Regions from separate parts of the Zea mays genome. Here region 1 is linked to region 2. Evidence: chromatin contacts called from public Hi-C data. All regions are on one chromosome and are shown on one strand. The core of a region is the stretch at or near the end of the contact, and the rest is flanking DNA. Distances in the headings are between cores, read along the strand shown. Region 1 holds the start of LOC542319 (acetyl-coenzyme A carboxylase). Region 2 holds the start of LOC100384319 (DnaJ protein ERDJ2A).

Region 1 (3,299 bases), core at 166-2,665, 550 kb before region 2:
AAATTTTGCTGCTGCCATTCCATTGTTGGCCACTAATATACTGTGAATTGGTGTTTTGCCACCTAGTGCCGCACAAAATTCAACAACCTTGGACACTGAGGCATGTCTTCCATTATGTGTTTCATTGATAATCCCATTCATTTGATAAGAATCTGTTGGCCCCCTAGGATCCTCAGATCCACTGGAAAAAGACAAAAAAAAAAGATTAGTATTGTTTTCACAACACTGACAATATGCATGGATGTCAAAAATAAACAAAGTTCAAATCAGCTTTGTGTCTATCATATATGTCCAATTTAGGCCAAGCATTTAAATTTTTCTCAAAAAATGCAGGCATTTACAGCAACAGAAGTCACAAATGTGTATGCAGATATGATTTATAATAAGTGACCATTGTCCAGCAAACACTGCAACTAATTCTTCAACATGAGCTATAACTACATCATATAACTGAACCAGAGCATTCACCATGCTCTAAATAACAGGTCCCTGGCTGTGTTGCAACAGTTACATCACATATTTTGCAGCATTTACTATGAAAGATTGAGCATACAGCACCAGGACATTAAGACAGCATTTCAGTATTAGCGAAGCTAGTATAAATAAGCTGAGAATATTTTCTTTTTCCAAAACAAACGTACGCAAAATATTGTAGTCCTTACTGTGAAATATCCACTTCGGAAGGTGCCTCACTTGGGAGGTCGATAATGCCAGCAAGACCTACATGCAGACAAACATTTGAAACTGAGCAGTGAGCATATCTATATTGGTACCTAGAATGAGGCTTCAAACATTACCATGTTAAAACAACTAAAAACTCGACCTACAGGGTAAGACAGCCCTTGGACATTGTATTATTAAGATCTTCTAACAAAGGTCAAGAAAACTCTTAAACCCCTGGCCCGCCGATACACAATGACATCGTAGCCTATATGAGGACGACCACGACCGGACTGTGCAGATTCGGGTGGGGGTGGGGGGGTAACCCTAGCCTAAAATTCGCTCCGACGGAAAATCAAACTCAAGACCTTAAGGAGTGGTACTCAGGCCACCTAACCAACTCAACTAGAGGCCCTTTCGCATGTTAAAACAAATAAACAACACCAGCCAAGAAAGAACTCTTTAATATATATTCTGTAGCAAAATTTTAGCTTGTATCAAAAGATATTCACAGTACCTTGACGAACAGACTGGCTGTGCTTTTTGGCATCTGATACCCCATCTCCGCCATCACGGAGTGAACGAGTACGGCTTTTCCTTCTGTTTAAGGGCCTCGATAATGAAGATGATGAGAATGTAGTCCCAGCTGAACTTCTCTGGCGATTAGGGAGTAGTGGCAAGGCCTTTGAGGCAGCTGCGGCTAATCCAAGCTGTGACATTGTCGTTCCGTGGCCCAGACAGCACAATTGAAGACCTTCTCAAACGCACAGTGCCATAAAAAGGGAAGAAAACTCCTGGAAAATCTGACAGAGGCAAAAGACACCATCAGAGCTCTAGCAGAATACTCTTAGGAAGTTTTGAATATCAAAGAAATGAAAGCAACATTATAATTTATAGGCCACTCGCTAAAAAATATTTGTGATGTTTCCAGTTTTCCTCTCATTTTGAAGGAACCTGCCATGTTGAGATCTTATCAAGTTTATTGGCCACCATTCATGAAGATTTTAGAAAACTATTTACTAGTGAAATATGTCCAAATATACAAAGGTCTCTTCCACTCAAACTTGCCAGAACCTTTTACCTATAATTATACTATGTTTCTGCTGTTTAGTTTTATTTTCCTTTTTTGTCATACGAAGCCCAAATGTAGTGCAAAATCTTTTTCAATGGAGATGGTTGTATAAGAAGGGGCCAAGGGGTGGCAGTGGCAAGGAAACCTCAACCTGAGCAGGGGGGATAATGAGTACACAACAAGGTCCCCAAATGGCAACAGGTTCTTTTTCTCATTCTATGAATCACCTATTTGGTTTTTTTATCAGAGCGATGATAAGGCTTCATGTGGCTTGTGAAAGTAAGATCAAGATCAAATTTCGTGGCTCAGACAGTAAGAAAATTGTTTGTTTGGAATATTCTCTCTGAAGAAAGTAAATCAAATTTTCTTTATACTAAATGATCACTGCCTTTCAGAAAGGTTTGTTTTTTCTCGAAAAAAAAAGTTGCAGGTAAAACCTCCTTTTCCTTGTGCACAGAGCGCTAAGAATGCAAAACATTGTTTTTTCAGAATTGAGATGTACAACAAAAGGATGTAATCTATATGATACATAAAAGAAGGTCATCAGTTACATGCAGGTATTAGACAACCAGGGGAAGCAAAAAGATGCACAACCACCAACCATCATAGAGTGCAATGTTACAGTAACCCACTTGGTAGAATGACACATGAGCAAAGACTAGCAGGGAACGAAGCCAAGTGCATTCCTTATGCACCCACACAAAGGAAAAGGTGTGCTTAAACCCTGATTCATGAGGTTACCTACTGATACTACAGCTTAATAAACCTTACCGCCACCTACCATTAGAATGGCACCTATCAATCTAGCATGGGCATGGGCATCCCTGAATAAACCACAGTCAGCAACGCTAGACACTAGCAGAGGCGGCCCAGAGGCTACCCATCCATCCTGCAGTGCAACAAGAGACAACCTACATTTAGCCCACGCAGCTGCCACAAACAATTGCGTAAGCCGAGACCATTCAGCCACCCCAGTAACCCTGGGGTTGCCATTGCCGTACAGGGCTCACGGAATTCCGCTCCAGTCGGGCGCATGCAAAACCCCGGCTTGGCGCTGACGAATCCATACCAAGCTTAAACCCTGTATGTACGTACCCACGCAGAGCAACGAACCCGGCACCCCGGCAGCAGCCAGGAGAGCAATGGCGGCGCGCGGTCTCACCAGCAGTGGCGCAGATCGGCGTGCAGCGCGCGGATCTGACGAGCTCCACTGGGCCGCGACAGAGGGAGCGGCGCTGGCGACGAGCCGGCGGAATAAATAGCGCGGGGGCGAGCTGGTACCTCGGTAAGAAAGACAGCGGAGAAGGCGACGCGCGGGTGTTGGATCCTTGCGGCGGCGGGGCGGAGCAGAGAAGGAGGCGGAGAGAGGCGGCGGGGCGGAGGCGGAGAGACCGAGGGGCGGGGGCGGGGAGGTGCGACTGGCGAGCCAGGAGGAGGGCGGGGGCGGAGGGATGGGGGGTGTGCGGCCTATAATAATAATTTCGCTGGCCCGCATCGGCATCGGGGACTCCGCCACGGTGGAGTGCAGTGGGCAGTGGCACGTGGTAGGGGAGGAGGGCGATGGAGA
Region 2 (3,260 bases), core at 486-2,985:
TCGTACGAGAGCCCTGGACCTTCCTTTTATAGGCGTAAGGAGAGGGCCCAGGTGTACAATGGGGGGTGTAGCAGTGTGCTAACGTGTCTAGCAGAGAGGAGCTAGATCCCTAAGTACATGCTGTCGTGGCAGTCAGAGAGGTTTTGGCGCCCTGTTCATGTGATGTCGTGGCCGTCGGAGGAGTGCTTGAGCCCTGTGGAAGTACAGCTGTCGGGGCTGTCGAATCCTTGCTGACGTCTCCTTGCTTCCGTAAGGGTCTGAGAGCCGCCGTCGTCATAGAGCACGCGGGGTGCCACCATTACTTGTTTACCGGGGCGAGCTAGATGGGACGCCGGTCTTGTTCCCCGTAGCCTGAGCTAGTTAGGGGTAGGGTAATGATGGCCCCTCCTGTGACGTGGTCGGTCCGAGCCCGAGGTCGGGCGAGGCGGAGGCTCCTCCGAGGTCGAGGTCGAGTCTGAGCCCTGAGGTCGGGCGAGGCGGAGACCGTCTTCCGAGGTCGAGGCTGAGTCCGAGTCCTAGGGTCGGGCGAGGCGGAGTCCGTCGTCCGAGGTCGAGGCTGAGTCCGTCGTCCGAGGTCGAGGCTGAGTCCGAGCCCTGGGGTCGGGCGAGGCGGAGTCCGTCGTCCGAGGTCGAGGTTGAGTCCGAACCCTGGGGTCGGGCGAGGCGGAGCTTCCTATGGCGCCCGAGGCTGGACTTGGCTGCTGTCAGCATCACTCTGTCGAGTGGCACAATAGTCGAAGCAGGGCAGGCGACGCTGTTTTCCTGTTAGTTCGGTCAGTGGAGCGGCGAAGTGACTGCGATCACTTCGGCTCTTTCGACTGAGGAGCGCGCGTCAGGATTAAATGCCCCTGCGATATGGTCGGTTGGCGTGGCGATTTAGCCAAGGTTGCTTCTCCGCGAAGCCTGGGCCTCGGGCGAGCCGAAGGTGCGTCCGTTGCTTGAGGGGACCCTCGGGCGAGACGTGAATCCTACTGGGTCGCCTGCCTTTGCCCGAGGCTGGGCTCGGGCGAGGCGGGATCGTGTCCCTTGAGTGGACGGAGCCTTGTCCTGAATCGCGCCTATCAGGCCTTTGCAGCTTTGTGCTGACGGGGGTTACCAGCTGAGATTAGGAGTTTTGGTGGTATCCCTAATTATGGTCCCCGACACGATGATTTCGAAATACCGATGTCGTTTCTGTTTTCGAAATTACCGTTTCCGATTTCGTTTCCGATAACAAAATATGAAAACAGTAACGGTATTAGGTAGTGTTTGGTTGAGGAGCCAAGTAGAACGGAGCCGTTCCATCCCTGATTTTAGGAACGGAGCCGCTCTGTTCTGTGTTTGGTAATCTGTAACGGAGCAGCTCTGTTTTTTGTTTGGTTGCAGAGTGAACGGAACGGAGCGTGACTGTGAGAGCGGGATGAGAACAGAGCGGCTCCGTTCGGTTGATTTTTTGGAGCGGAATGATTTCGGATCTGAGAAAAATATTCCCTAATTAGAGACATTCCGTTCTAATTACTTTATAACCGAACAACAACATAACTAGGACGGAATGACTCCGTTATACTTGGCTCTTCAACCAAACATTGCCTAGTGTTTTTCAATCGTTTCCTACCGTTTTGGTCCTTACACGAGAGAGAGAGAGAGAGAGAGAGAGAGAGAGAGAGAGAGAGAGAGAGAGAGAGAGAGAGGCCACTGCATCCCCGCTTTGTCTCCAAACCGACTCTGCGGTGCCGATTCCGTGTCGTGGTACCACTACCGCCTACAGGCTACAGCCCACCGCGGCACCGCTGAAGACACCCCAAAACCTATCCCAATCGGCCGCGCCTCCGTCCGTGGCTCCGCCTGCCGGCGACCCCTCAGATCCGCGCGCCCCGTACCACCTCCCGCCGCCTCACTGCCAGATCCGGCCCTGGCTCCGCAAAATCCTGCGACATCGCAGACGAGCCGGGCGGGAGAGCGGAGGTAGGTCACAGCAGCCATGGCGGCCGCAGAGGAGAACAGCTCGCTGTTCCTGATTTTTATACTCACCATGATCGCGCTGCCCCTCGTGCCCTACACGATCCTGCGCTTGTGTCGCGCTGCCTCCGAGAAGGCGAAGACCATCCACTGCCGCTGCTCGGGTTGCCACCGCTCCGGCAAGTACCGCAAGTCGATCTACAAGAGGGTGCGGACGGCGCGTTCTTGTTCTTGTTTTTTCTTAAACTTCTTCTGTTCGGCTACTTTTGGTTTCTGTTTTGGGGTGTTGCTTGATTTGCTGTTCTGACTAATAAGTTCTGCTTCCCTTATTTCACAGATATCCAACTTCTCCACGTGCAGTAACCTAACCATCCTTCTGCTCTGGATTGTTATGATATTCCTGGTTTACTACATAAAGCTTGTTAGCCGTGAGGTATGTGAACTTTGGGCTACTTAAGAATTTGATGCTATCAGATAGAGCAATTCTTTCTGCGATACAAGTATACTTATCAAGTTAACATAACTCAGATCTGCTTCTGTTTTTCTCGGCAGTTGGAAGTGCTCTGTCCTAGTGCTTAACTGCTTATACTTTCCACTGTCCTCATTTGCCTTTTTTTTTCCTTACTAGTGGAAACTCATTTGGTTGTCATTTGTACGTGATTTGTGATTTGTCTAAACTATAGTCTGATTCTTACTTAATTCCAGATAGAGTTATGTGTTTCCTAGCATAGATATTTGTGACTTCAGGGTTGGACATGTCCCTGCCTCTTTATATCGAACATGCCCATTATGTAACCATCTTTATACTGATATTACGTAAACATTCAGTGAAATGAAGATATTATACATGCAAGTCTATAACATGATATAATTACAGTATTTGTTATATGATTTCGCTTTGAATTTTCTTAGGTCCAAGTTTTTGAGCCTTTCAGTATTCTTGGACTGGAAGCTGGGGCATCTGAATCTGATATCAAGAAATCATATAGGAGACTTTCTATTCAGTACCATCCTGATAAAAATCCTGATCCAGGTACCTCATTTGTAACACTATAATAAATTATTAATGTTGCTCAATGAAGAAAAAATATATCTTACCTGGTGAACTCTTCTTACGCCTTTTCTCCCACACATACCCAGAGGCTCATAAATACTTCATTGAATATATATCCAAGGCATATCAAGCATTAACTGATCCTATATCTCGTGAGAATTATGAGAAATATGGTCACCCTGATGGGCGGCAGGTAATATTAGCATCATTAGATCCTAATGTCTCAATCAGAGCTAAATTTTGCAACACATGTTCCATGAACTGCTAA

What was found. Hi-C and Micro-C count contacts between places; a contact is called where the count stands out from the background.
Region 1: a Hi-C map of leaf mesophyll shows a contact between it and region 2, with 2.8 times the contacts expected there. The contact joins the promoter of LOC542319 here to the promoter of LOC100384319 in region 2. A contact is called at or near these places in 7 of 25 Hi-C or Micro-C datasets (bundle sheath, ear, endosperm and 3 more).

What each region holds. Positions count from the first base shown.
Region 1 is chr2:84,818,612-84,821,910 of Zm-B73-REFERENCE-NAM-5.0, reverse strand. It overlaps LOC542319 (acetyl-coenzyme A carboxylase), which reads right to left and starts at 1,415. Exons shown (of 33, transcript NM_001111903.1): 1 at 1,178-1,415; 2 at 663-720; 3 at 1-181. The coding sequence starts at 1,379.
Region 2 is chr2:84,267,046-84,270,305 of Zm-B73-REFERENCE-NAM-5.0, reverse strand. It overlaps LOC100384319 (DnaJ protein ERDJ2A), which reads left to right and starts at 1,735. Exons shown (of 10, transcript NM_001322052.1): 1 at 1,735-2,146; 2 at 2,276-2,371; 3 at 2,851-2,971; 4 at 3,079-3,185. The coding sequence starts at 1,961.